Regions from separate parts of the Mus musculus genome. Here region 1 is linked to region 2. Evidence: chromatin contacts called from public HiChIP or PLAC-seq data. All regions are on one chromosome and are shown on one strand. Each heading gives the region's core, a stretch centred on a gene start, on an enhancer-like site or on the middle of the called end of the contact. The rest is flanking DNA. Distances are from core to core; before and after follow the strand shown.

Evidence for each region. HiChIP or PLAC-seq counts read pairs in DNA pulled down with a chosen protein or histone mark.
Region 1: a contact with region 2 is called in an H3K27ac HiChIP or PLAC-seq map of differentiating embryonic stem cells, with 6 times the contacts expected there. The contact joins two enhancer-like sites. A contact is called at or near these places in 3 of 484 Hi-C or Micro-C datasets (cerebellum and cortical neurons) and 1 of 115 datasets of contacts at active chromatin or transcription factors (differentiating embryonic stem cells).

The regions. Positions count from the first base shown.
Region 1 is chr11:96,871,500-96,877,512 of GRCm38.p6, forward strand. It overlaps Gm11523 (a long non-coding RNA gene), which reads right to left. Exons shown (of 4, transcript XR_880183.2): 2 at 2,354-4,566. Among named protein-coding and RNA genes, the nearest start is that of Gm11523, 6.1 kb to the right of the region's middle. RefSeq lists an enhancer at 757-2,955. Within about 2 kb of position 4,437, at least 147 of the 459 cell types and tissues checked have an H3K27ac peak or open chromatin away from gene starts, as enhancers often do. A contact at or near this core is called in differentiating embryonic stem cells, where this site is marked.
Region 2 is chr11:95,672,028-95,678,279 of GRCm38.p6, forward strand. It overlaps Phb (prohibitin), which reads left to right. Exons shown (of 7, transcript NM_008831.4): 4 at 3,115-3,257; 5 at 3,543-3,659; 6 at 6,024-6,119. Among named protein-coding and RNA genes, the nearest start is that of Phb, 8.2 kb to the left of the region's middle. Within about 2 kb of position 4,469, at least 34 of the 459 cell types and tissues checked have an H3K27ac peak or open chromatin away from gene starts, as enhancers often do. A contact at or near this core is called in differentiating embryonic stem cells, where this site is marked.

The sequences.
Region 1 (6,013 bases), core at 3,187-5,686, 1.2 Mb after region 2:
TCCGTGAGATAGACAGATGTCCTCATCCAAGCTTGACAGGTAGGAAAACTGAGTCTGTTCCCTGCTCCTGGGACCAGAAACAATGGGGCAGGAATCCAGGCGTGGGCTTCCTCGTGAAGAAGGTGTGCCTTTAACTAGGCCACTACCCTGACCCCACTGGGCCCACCCTTCCTATTGTTCCCTGGTGCACTCAGACTGTTCCTAGGGCCAGCAAGACCTGCCTATTCTGGGTGTCAAAATGGTTGGGATTAGGATAACGTTAGGAGGTGTGAGCAGAAGAAGACAGTGGGAAACCAGCTGAGCAGAAATTTTGGTGGGGCAGTATTGACGAGATCAGGCGCGTTCAGGGTGGTGGTGGGGTGGCAGTATTGAAATCAGCCCAAAGGTGCATATGTGCGGTGGTTCACACCTCTAATCAAGGCAGGAGGGTTGCTGTAAATCCAAGGCCAACCTGACTTGCAAACCTGAGAACACAAACTTCAGCTGCAGACTGAGATCCTAACAATTAATTCGTTAATAATCAATCGGAGAATATAAGAATCCTAAAAACTGGGCTGGTGAGATGGCTTAGCGGTTAAGAGCACTGACTGCTCTTCCAGAGGTCTTGAGTTCAAATCCCAGCAACCACATGGTGGCTCACAACCATCTGTAATGGGATCTGATGCCCTCTTCTGGTATGTGTCTGAAGACAGCTGCAGTGTACTATATAAATAACAAACAAATAAATAAATCTTAAAAAAAAAAATCCTAAAAATCCTTGCAGACCACCACTCTCACCCTGCCTGGGAGGATCAGGATTCAGGACCCCTGCTTATGAGATGAAGAGCGAACAATTGTTTGCTGGGCTGGAGAGCCGCGCTGAAAGGCTAGCCTGGGCATCCTAGTTTCCAGAGCCTGTAGGTGATCCACCTCATCCTGCAAACTAAGACAAAGGGGAAATAAATCAAGTGTGGATCTTTAACTCCAGATCCCTCTTGGCTGGGGGTGGGGGCGTCTGGAGTCTCCCTTAAGCTCTGTGTAAATAAACTGAGGGGGAGGCTCAGGAGCAGTGGCTGGGAGAGACAAAGGGGCCGAGAAGAAAAGATTAGCAGGGAGAGAGCGGGGGTTTGCGCTGAGTACTGGGACAGGCAGCCCCTGCAGCAGCCGCAGGGAGGAGGAAGTCTCCGGGCAAATGGTCTTAAGGGATCTATTTGTAGGAGCGGAGGCCCAGAGCCCAGAGACCGCCTGTGTCTGTGTGCAAGCTGCTTAGGAGCTCTGGGTCACAAGAGAAGTGAATCAGGGCTCTCCCGGATGGCAGTGTTTTCTCCTCCTCTTCCTGACTCTCCTCCTTCCACTCTCCTTAAACCCACTGAAGCCCTGCGGCAGTTGGGATGGACAGACACTGGAGACTGATCCGTGTACAAGGGAAATGGGGGGGCCCTTGAAACGGTAGAACTTGAGAGGGGTCCCCGTGTACAGGGCAAATAAGGGCAGCCTGAAAACAGCTGAATCTGGGGAGATAGAACTGCGGGGTGAGAGAGCAAGGGGGTTCTGGAAACTGCCGAATCCGAAGAGGCCAATTTGTGTACCAGGAAAAATATAGGGGAACCTGGAAACCGCAGAATCTGGGGAGACAGTTCGTGTACAGGGGGTGGGAGGTGGAGAGAGAGAGAGTGTGAGAGAGAAGCCTGAAAACAGTCGAATCTGGGGAGATGGGTGGATTCCTGTGCAGGAGGAACTGGGGGAGACTAGAAACAGCGCAATCTGGGGAGATGCGTCAGTATACAGTAGAAACTGGTGTGGCTTGGAAGTGGACTCTCCCGGGATGACACTCGGTGTGATTGTAGTGCGTGTGTGTGTGTGTGTGTGTGTGTGTGTGTGTGTGTGTGTGTGTGTGTTGAGAGCCTGGGGTGCAGAGACAGAAGCAGGTACTGGAGTGGAGTCACAGGGGAGGAAGGGCTTTGTGGAAATGCCCCTGCTTGTTAGTTTTGAGGTAGACCCCTTCACATCTGCTTCCTGCAGACAGGCCAGGTCGGGGAGAAGCTTTCCAAAAAGGAACCAAGGTTTTGCAGCACTGGAAGACAAGAGCTTTTTGTGGGCAGTTGCTGCCCTGGTTCTGAAATAAGCAGGGGCTGTAATTCCCTAAGGGAGCCAGCAAAGGAGCTGAGAAAGCCGGTGGGGGTTGGTGGTGAGGAGGAGGAGGGAGCCCTCTCCCCAACCCTTCTCTGATGGGGACAGGCCTCTTTCTGCTTGTCCAGTGACCGGCCTGACCTCTCCCCCTCAGTGGTTCCCTTCTGACTGACAGACAGACAAAGACAGAGCTGCAGACAATCGACTGAAGAAGGCCCCACAAAAAGGCCCCCTTCCCACTCACCAACCCCTGGGGAGAGGCCCCAGGCCATCTAGGGCTAGAGCTGTCACTCTGGTGGAGATGTCTTCAGGTGACAGGCCTTCAGGGGACAGGGGTGACTAGGAGCTTAGAAAGGTCTGAGATGTTTGAGATTCTGAGTGTGCCTCTTGGAAACCAGGACTTTCCGGGGCGGGCTGGCGGGCGAGTGAGCCAGCGGCCTCCACGGGAAGAAAGAGGGCCTGGTCCAGCGGCTGTCCCTGTCCGTCAGAGCAGTAACAGCCAGGCAGACCTTATACTGTTTGCTAGCTGTGGGGTCTGAGGCCAGCTAGAATCTCTCTCTGGGTCTCTGCTTCTCATCTATAACATGAAGGACCATTCTAGATCTCGAAGGACCCTTGGGGTCTAATATGAGGATTTTTAGCAGACTCTGGGGAGCAGGCAAGCATTGGGAGGAGGCTGGCTTTGAGCACACAGTGGGAGCTTTAAAAGCACCAATGTTTTCCTGCATCAATAATCCACTAGAACATACACGTTTCTGCTTTAAATCACCCCAAGTGACCTTTCTCTTTAAGCAAAACTATTTTTCCTCCTTCAACCACCTTGGGCTTCCTGGTTTGCGATTTAGGAAGAGATGTGAGGTCTGCTCTTGGAATCTCTCCTCCTTGCTGGTTTTTACATTCTCAGTTCTCTCTCTCTCTCTCTCTCTCTCTCTCTCTCTCTCTCTCTCGCTCTCAGGCCCCTTGGGGCTGTCTTGCCCATGGCTTCTGTTTTTTTTTTTTTTACCCCCCACCCATCCATGTCTCCTGAAACTTTTTTACCCCATGTCTCCTGAAACCAGGAATGTTTGAAAAGAAGAGTTATGTCTGAGGTCTTGCAGCTAAACCTCAGAGTCTCAAGGAGAGGACCGTCCTTCCCAATAGAAAGACTTCTAGGCACCTCAAATCCCTAAACATTGTTGGTCCTTATCCCTATCAAGCTTGGAATGGTTTGGGGGGGGCAGTACGTGCAAAAGAACCAGCTGGGGGTATATCAGAGACCACTGGTAAAGAAGGCAAGCTCAGCCTGGGAGTACTAACGTCATAGTGTGGGGGATTATGGGTAAATGGTCTTAAGAACCATGGGCCAAGTCTGTAAGCTTTGAGTGGACTTCTCCTTCCTCCTCTTAGACTGTTGGTTTTTTTGGGGGGAGGGTGTGGGGTACTGGGAGGGCAGTGTTTGACTTTATAGTTCAGGTTGGCCTTGAACTTGTCTGGACCTCCAAAGTTCTCAGCTTAAATACCAAGCCACCGTGCTGACCTTCTCCTTAGTGTGAAATACCACAAGGGCACAGCCAGACCTGGTTCTCTAAATGACCCAGAAACCATGTGTTTTGCCCCCACCCCTCACCCCCATTTCCAACACCTTCAAAAGCAAAATGACAGAGGCCTGCCTGTCTGCCTGTCTGCCTGTCTAGAGGAGCAGTTCTTAACCTTCTTCCTAAAGCTGCAATGTTGTGATGATCTCTCAGCCATAAAATTATTTTTGCTGCTACTTCATAACTGTACTTTTGCTACTGCTATGAATTGTAATGTAAATATTTGATATGCAGAATACCTAATATTGGACCCCAGTGAATGGCTTGTTAGACCCCCAAAAGTGTCGGGACCTACAGGATGAGAACCTCTGGCCTAAAGGTAAACTATGACAGCCTGTCTTACTGCGCCCCAGGGACCTTAGGGAACCTGCCTCTGCAAAACCCAGAAAGTGGAACCTTCAGGGACAGTGTTGGAAGCTGGGCCCTGGAGACCCAGTTGTACCTAAGATAGCTAGGGGAGTGGCGATGCAGACCGATTTCCACACTAGAGCCAGTCATTCCTAAACAGAGAAGTGAGCGCAGGACACTTCTGAGCTCTCTGTTTGCTCGAACACTTGCTGGGATGCAGCCGCAACGCTTAATGAGTTCCTAAGACGTTGGTGCGGGGGTGGGGGGTTAAGGGATAGTGGGCTGGGCAGAGGAGGGGAGGGGGAGGGGAACTGATTAGAATCCCGGCCGTATGGCGAACGCTGCAGAGATGGAGGTAATCACTGAGCGGGCGAGACAGCGTGCTCCGCGACAGCAGGCGGCCCGGCCGTCGCCATGGCAACCGCGGCCTCCGGGGCGCGAGACTCAGCGCAACTCCGCGTCCGCGGTGGAACATCTGCTTTGCGCCCGGCTGCTGGGAGCTGGGGGGAGCGCGGGCTCGGTGGCTCCCCCCACCCTGCGAAAAAGAAACAAATTAGGCCAACTGTCCAATGAGGGGCCGCAAATGTATTTATTAATGCGAGGGAAAGGTTGTTCCGGAGCGCAGTTTGATTAATGTTTGAGTCTTCAGCTTGTCAGTCTGGTTTTGTCTCCTGCAAAGGGGGGTTGGGGGGGGGGTGTTAGGGAGCTGGGGGGGGTTGGGGGCTGGTAGGGGAGTGGGGAGGAGAGAGACAACAAAGCAGGAGGGGATGTTAATAGCCAAATAGGCTCTTTTTCATGTTTCCCTCCGCCTGCCACTCTTGATGGATGGCTCAGACAGACTCTGGAGAGCATTAGGGAGTCGGGAGCCCCTTCAGAGCGATGGGAGAATGGAGGAGACAGGCCTGCAGAAGCCAGGCTGGGGGTCTTTGGGGAGGGAACTCTTGGAGGGTTGCAAGGGAATGACCCCAGGAAGGGGCAACTCCTGTGGAAATCATAGGAAACCCCCACTGACTGTCTCCCTCAGCTCTGCATTGTCCTCTGAGCCTTGGAGACAGGCACTAGGGTCGGAGGGTGCTGGTACATGTACCTCTGAACCCCCGGCAGGCTGGAGAAGCTTTCAGCCTGCCTGCTCAGGGTCGGGAAGAAGAGATGGTTCATACCCTTTCCCTTGAAATTTACATCTCTTTCCTGCTCCTGTCTGTCCAGTCAATCCCTCTGTGGCATTCCCATCCTTGATGCTGGTTCCTCCTGCCTCCTTTCTCTTTGTCTCTGCTATTATTTTTCCCACCTCCTCCATCCCAGCTGGGTGACATCAGCTGCCTGTGTGGGGCCTGCCTTGCAGAGGTGCTATCCGTGGAGCCTGAAGCCTCGCGATGCTTTTCTTCTGAAGTCAGGGAGAGACGCTGGGTCTCCCCACTGGAACTGGAACTTGACCGATTCTTCAGAGCATGCTACCGACCCTCTTCTCCTTTCCCTTCAGTCTTAGCCTCAGCTCTGGCCAGCTCGAGATTACAGACGTCTGGACAGGCAGGTGACTGAGAAACCCAGGAGAATCTCCAATACTCAGGCTGCCCTTTTTTCACACCCCATGTCCCCAAAGAAATAAAGTGGAGAGAAAAAGGAGCTCTTTAAAGCCAAACACGAGCACTAACATGACTTTGCAGCTCATTTTTTTCCTGCTTGCTCAAGAAAGGATTGCATGCATGCAATACAACACACAAGTGTGAAGTTATTAAACACTCAAAAGCTTAAGCAGACCAAAGCCTCGCTTCCTGTGTGTGTTTTACATTGGTTATCATCAGCACCACCGTGGCTGTTAAAGTCATGGGGTTACCCTGTTTAAATGTGGCCACAGCAGGGCTAGGGAGAGCCATGGGGATCAGACTTGAGTAGCTGGATGTCAGCTGGTAAAGGGTGCGCTCTGTCTAAGCCTTTGTTTTCTCGTCAGTAAAACGGGCATGAAGTAAATGATAGTTTAGTTC
Region 2 (6,252 bases), core at 3,219-5,718:
GAATCTGGAGGAGGCGTAGCTCATTTGGGAGAGTCCACACCTAGCATGCTCCAGTCCCTAAAGTTGCAGGTCATCTCTGGCTGCTCAGCGAGTTCAGCGCTGACCTCTTATATGTGAGTCCCTGTTTTTAAAAAATACGGAAGGAAAGGAAAAGAAACGTAATAAAACTCACTGCTTTGCATACTAACTTAAAAAGTTAATTTAAGACTGGAGAGAGGCCAGCTGACAACCTGGCCTCTGGTAGGTCAGATGCGGTAAGAGAAGAAAACTGCAAGTTGCCCTTTGACCTCTACACACACCCTGGCTGTACACACCTACACACACCATACACAATGCATAAATCAATAAATTTTAAAGGTTAATTTAAAAAAATAAATTGTAGAGGCCCATTGGACTTGCAAACTTTATATGCCCCAGTACAGGGGAACACCAGGGCCAAAAAGGGGGAGTGGGTGGGCAGGGGAGTGGGGGTGGGTGGATATGGGGGACTTTTGGTATAGCATTGGAAATGTAAATGAGCTAAATACCTAATAAAAAATGGAAAAAAAAAATAAATTGTAGGCTGGTAAATTGATCCTGGTACCAAGCCTGAGTTTAATCTCCAGAACCCACATTGTAGAAGCAGAGAACTGAGTCCTGCAAGCAGTCCTCGGATCCCACATGTGTGATGGTGTGCACTCATACACAAGCACATAAAATAATAAAAATTGTATTCAAAAATTAAAAAAAAAAACCATAGTGTGACTCTCCTGGAGGGGTGTGTGTATGTGTGTGTGTAGACTGAAATATATCAAAGGTAAACAGAGGCAGCAGGATACATTCAGAGACGACTAAAGGGTTAGCATAAGAGTTTCCTACTGTGCGCTGGGGGGATGGCTCAGTGGTCGAGAGCACTTGTTGCTCTTGCAGAGGACCTGGGTTCAGATCCCAGCATTAGGGGATTGGGTCTAACCCCAGCTGCAGGGGGATCCAGAAAGCACACATGTGGTGCTCATACTTAAACGCAGGCAAAACATCATACATAAAAAGTAAAATAAAAGCCAGGCATGGTGGCACACGCCTTTAATCCCAGCACTCGGGAAGCAGAGGCAGGCGGATTTCTGAGTTCGAGGGCAGCCTGGTCTACAGAGTGAGTTCCAGGACAGCCAGGGCTACACAGAGAAGCCCTGCCCTGTCTTGAAAAACCAAAAAAAAAAAAAAAAAAAAAGTAAAATAAATCTTTGGGGGGAAGTTCTAACTTTGAGGAAATCTAACTGCGTCTTTTGCTGCTGTGGTTGACCCTTCCCGTCAGTTCTTGATCCCCAGAGTGACTGTCCAAACCAGTCTTTGGCAGTTTGTCTTGCTTTCCCTGTGGCTGACAGCTTTCCCTTTGCCTTGTTTTCCACGGCCTCTGCTCCAGCAGGGCAGACCTCAGACTGCTCTCTCGCAGGCTGGGCCTCGCAGCCCTGGGCCTGAGATACGCCGCTGGATTTCTAGTTCGGCCTGAAGTGACCAGCCCTTAGCATTCCCCTCCCAGTCAGCGTGCAGGCAGCAAAGGGAGCTAACTGGTGGGAAGAAGAGGGATTCTGTGGGACTCGCAGCACTCGATGCCCTCAGGGCTGTTCCTGGGCATGTCTGTTCCTTGTGCTGCGCAAGGCTAGTGCCAGGTCGATGGCTCTGTACCAGGATGACCAAAAGAGAATGAACTAGTAAGGACCCCAGTCCTCTGCCGGTCGTGGTGGCACACGCCTTTAATCCCAGCGCTCGGGAGGCAGAGGCAGGCGGATTTCTGAGTTGGAGGCCAGCCTGGTCTACAGAGTGAGTTCCAGGACAGCCAGAGCTATACAGAGAAACCCTGTCTCGAAAAACCAAAAAAAAAAAAAGGTGGGGGGGACCTCAGTCCTCAGGAGGGCAAGCATGAGAACCAGTAACAGTGTGAGGAGGAAGAAGAGGAGGAGGAGGAGATGGCCAGGGGCGTGTGGAGCACAGAGGAGATCTGCCTGCTCTCCCCAGTTCGGACCTCCTGATTGGAGAACCTTATGAATGAGAAGTTAGGTCAGAAAGAGAGGAGGGGAATAGGACGTCTGTCTGCTGCTCCTGCAGAGTGCTGGGCCTGGCTTGCCTACTGACAAGAGGAAATAGAAGGTGGGACGGGGGTGATGGGGAAGAGTGAGGCTGGACTTAAAATCCTGCTTCTAAACTTTCCGCCCTTGGGCTTCCTGTCCCTGTTGTCTCACAGATGTGCTAAGTTGTATTTGTACCTTTGCTTGTTAAAGAGACGGGCAAGTCCAGAGATCACAGGCTTGTGTGTAGTTGTGAATTTCCCACTTCTCCGAGTGGCTGGGTCAGGACTCCCAACTCATGGCGGGGCTGGTGGTGCTAGTGGTAGCTGTGCTTTAGCTCTGCACCGACCTGAGCTGTCAGGGAGTGGGTAGGGGCTGACTGTCTCCTGGATGCATGTGGATATCGAGCCTTTTGAATTCACCCTGCCATTGGCTTAATGGCCTTTGTTTAGACTTTATCAGAAATCCTTACACATCAGTGTGCTGAGGTGCCACTTTCTCTCGGGTGTCAGGAACCAGGCCCTGGATGAGTCTGATAACCTAGCCGTAGTCTGCTGTCTACTCGAAGGTGCTGTCATGATTGCTCTTCACTCTCACAGCCCAATACACTCAGTTTGGCTAAGACTGGGTCCTGCCATTCGTGCCAGCACAATGGTACCCCATCCCAGGTCAGTGACTCTGGATGCTGTTGCCACCAGATCCCAGTAACCCAGGGCCCCTGACTCTGATGCAAGCACACACGCCAGCCCTTAGGCTCACTCTAGAATCCTTGGCATTAGCTTATATGTTTCTTAAGGTGTTCACAGTCCCAAACCCTCTTTGGTCACATGGCCTAAACTGCTCTCATCAGAGGGCATTCAGAGTGTACTGAACCGCTAATGTATCCCCATCCTGTCAGTGGTTCCTGACTGGTGCTGAGTGCTATGCTGGGCTCTGCTGAGGAACTAGACTCTCTCCTCTAGGGTCTAACTGAAATTCTGAATATGGCTTATAGTGGACTTAGAGTAGGAAAGTCATAGAAAAGCCCACCTATAGTGTTTGTGTCTAACTCCCATATACTCCCTACCCTAAGACTTGCAGAACGTCAATATCACACTGCGAATCCTCTTCCGGCCGGTGGCCAGCCAGCTTCCTCGTATCTACACCAGCATTGGCGAGGACTATGATGAGCGGGTCCTGCCTTCTATCACCACAGAGATCCTCAAGTCGGTGGTGGTGAGTGAACAGGGTGCCACCTACAGGTGGCTGGGTGGCCAGGAGAGCATGGGAGTAGTGGTGGGTAGGTAGCTGGGTGGCTGGGAGAGCGTGGGGGTGGTGGGTAGGAGGCTGGGTGGGCAGGAGAGCATGGGGGTGGTGGAGAGCGTGGGGGTGGTGGGTAGGAGGCTGGGTGGGCAGGAGAGTGTGGGGGTAGTGGGTAGGAGGGTTATAGCCATGAGTGTGCCGCTTGTTTCTCCTTCCTCAGTAACCTGACCAGATTTCTGTCCATCCCTCTGTGGCCAGGCTCGATTCGATGCTGGAGAATTGATTACCCAGCGAGAGCTGGTCTCCAGGCAGGTGAGCGATGACCTCACAGAGCGAGCGGCAACATTTGGGCTTATCCTGGATGACGTGTCCCTGGTAAGGTTCACGGGGGCACTGGGGGAAGGGCTGCTTCTCTTGCTTCAGAGACTGGCTTAGTTTCTGGGCACACAGGGTTAGGTCCCATGTCCACTTAACTGGGTGTAGGGCTTGAAAATCTGAAAACGTCTCAGCGTCTGAAGCCACCGTCTCAGGTCTCTTTTGTTGAGCATTCTTTAGGTTTCGTCTGCCGCACACATTGTCCTCTTAACTCTGATTGCCCCCATGCTCCCTAACCACTGAACTGTCTCCCACGCTCCCTAGAAAGTGATTCCTATAGGCTTTGTTGGGCACAGGGAATGGCTGACTGGTCAGCCTGGGAGCGACTGGCAGTTTTCCTGTCTAGAGTAGGACTGGCTCAGGGATTCCTCAGCAAGGGAGTCCTGGGAGCCTCTGGTGAAAGGCAATAGAAGGCCAGTGAGTGACTGTTCCTGCGCCTGGAGCAGAGGAGAGGGCGGGAGACACCTCCGAGGCGTAAGCAACAGTCACCTCCCGAGACTATACTCTCTGTATTAATGTGAAGCTGGGTGTCATAACTTCAACGGAAGGCAATATAGGAAGTATAGTGTTTCAGACCAAGGTGAGGGGAAGGGGTCGTGTTTCTAGAGTCTCTGGGAAAAGTCTTGGAGTGATTTGTCAGGTAACGAGGCAGAGTGCTTCCTGTTCTCCCTGTGGCCAGCCTGGGAAAGAAAGGCCAGGCTTCCCCTCGCATCCGTGCAGCTGTTCAAACAGCCATTCTCTGAATGAGCATCCCCCTCCAGGCACGGCCTCCTTCCTCTGTCTCTCCTAGGGGAAGGGCATGTGGCTCCCTCTTCTGGCAGCATGCCAGGTTGCAGCCCCCGACTGCAGCAAGCCTTGCTCCAGGCTCTCCCAGTTAACACAAGCACCTTGGCAGTGAGAACACACTAGTAAAAACCTAAGAGAAACTTGGCATCTTTCTAGACTCTGACCACAGACTCCGTCCTGGGGAAATGTGGGCTGACCACAAGAAACCATAGCTAAGAGGTGTGAGAAGAAAATTAGATTTCCTGGGGAATTTGCTGCCCTCAGCTGGCCCTTTCAGAAAGACATTTTATTCTTTAATTACACATTTAGCTTTTCAATTCTTAGGATTGTATTTCCGAATCCAAGCTTCAGATGAGAGTCCAGGAGTGGATCAGGGAGAGTTGGGCAGCTGCAGGGTAAGATTTAGCTGGCGTATTGGCCCATGCCTGTAACTGCCGTGCGTTCCAGCCTACCTGGGCTACAGGGTAAGACTGTCTCACAAAAAGAACAGAAACAACCCCAAAGACGTGTAGTGTGAGAAAGATGTGGGGCCAAGATTTTTGCTTGTATTGTACAAGGCAGAGATTGGGGGGGAGGGGTGAAGCAAATCGCACTTGAACCTAAAGTAATTAGCACCGTGTGAACTTTTTTCCTAGACTTACTTTTTTTAGCTCACATTTATGTTTTATCTGTGTATGTAAGTGTGCCACATGCATGCACCAGATACCCTGTGACTAGAGTTACAGATGGTTGTGCACTGAGAGTCAAACCTGTGCCCTCTGCAAGAGCAACCGGTGTTCTTAACCACTGAGCCATCTCTCCAGCCCCTGCGCCTTCTGCAATAAAAAGTTGGGTACAGTGACTCGCTCTAGGCTAGACCTTTAGAGTGCCAAGGTCTGTTCCCTCTTCTGTGTTATCCTCAGAGAGTCGCTTCGGCCAAATAGTCCCAGCTACTTAAGTGATTAGGGAAGGTCTGTGGACATTCAAGCTGGGGCTCTCTCCCTGACCAATGGCTTTACCTGCCTTTCTTTTAAACCCTTTACCAGAACTACGTGTGTGTCAGGGATGCCGTGACTTGCAGGCCACCCTCTGTCTTCCTGTCTAGGGTGGAAGCGCTATGAGAAGGAAGGGGCTGGTTAATCCATAAGCAGAGACCGTCGGGCTCGCATCCCTGGGAACCAGCTGCAGCCCCTGCTCTCAGGGGCTCGGCTTCCCATCTGCCTCCCCCCACCCAAGTCTTGGAACGGGGCATCAAAAGCTCTTGGAAGAGCAATAGTCAGTGATGGGGGTCCTGGAACCCCTGAGTTCCTTCCTCTGGGGAGCTGATTGATTGCGTAGATCCCTTCCAGTGTCCCTGGGCCCCATCAAAGCTCCAGGTGCCACTCTCCTCATGGCGTGACTGAAGTCTGTGTAAGCACTGTGTGAAGGGCTAAGAGTGCAGAGGTGTGAACATGGCGTGAACGAGGGGACCGAGATGGAAGGGCATCTTCTTGCACCTCCAGCCGCCGCTAGCGCCATTCCTTGCAGTGGCCAGGAGCCCTCCCAGCAATGCTGTCTAAGCCATTACTGCCTCAGCTTGTACTCACTTTCTCCCCACAGACACATCTGACCTTCGGGAAGGAGTTCACAGAGGCAGTAGAAGCCAAACAGGTGGCTCAGCAGGAAGCGGAGAGAGCCAGATTTGTGGTGGAAAAGGTGAGTGTTCAACCAGATGGCAGAAACAGCCTTTCCCTCCTAGTGCTTGGCTCCCCCATCTGCCGGGTGGCCTAGAAATTGGTCATCTGTCTGGGATAAGCAGAAGAGGATTGAGGGGTCCTTACCCCTCCGA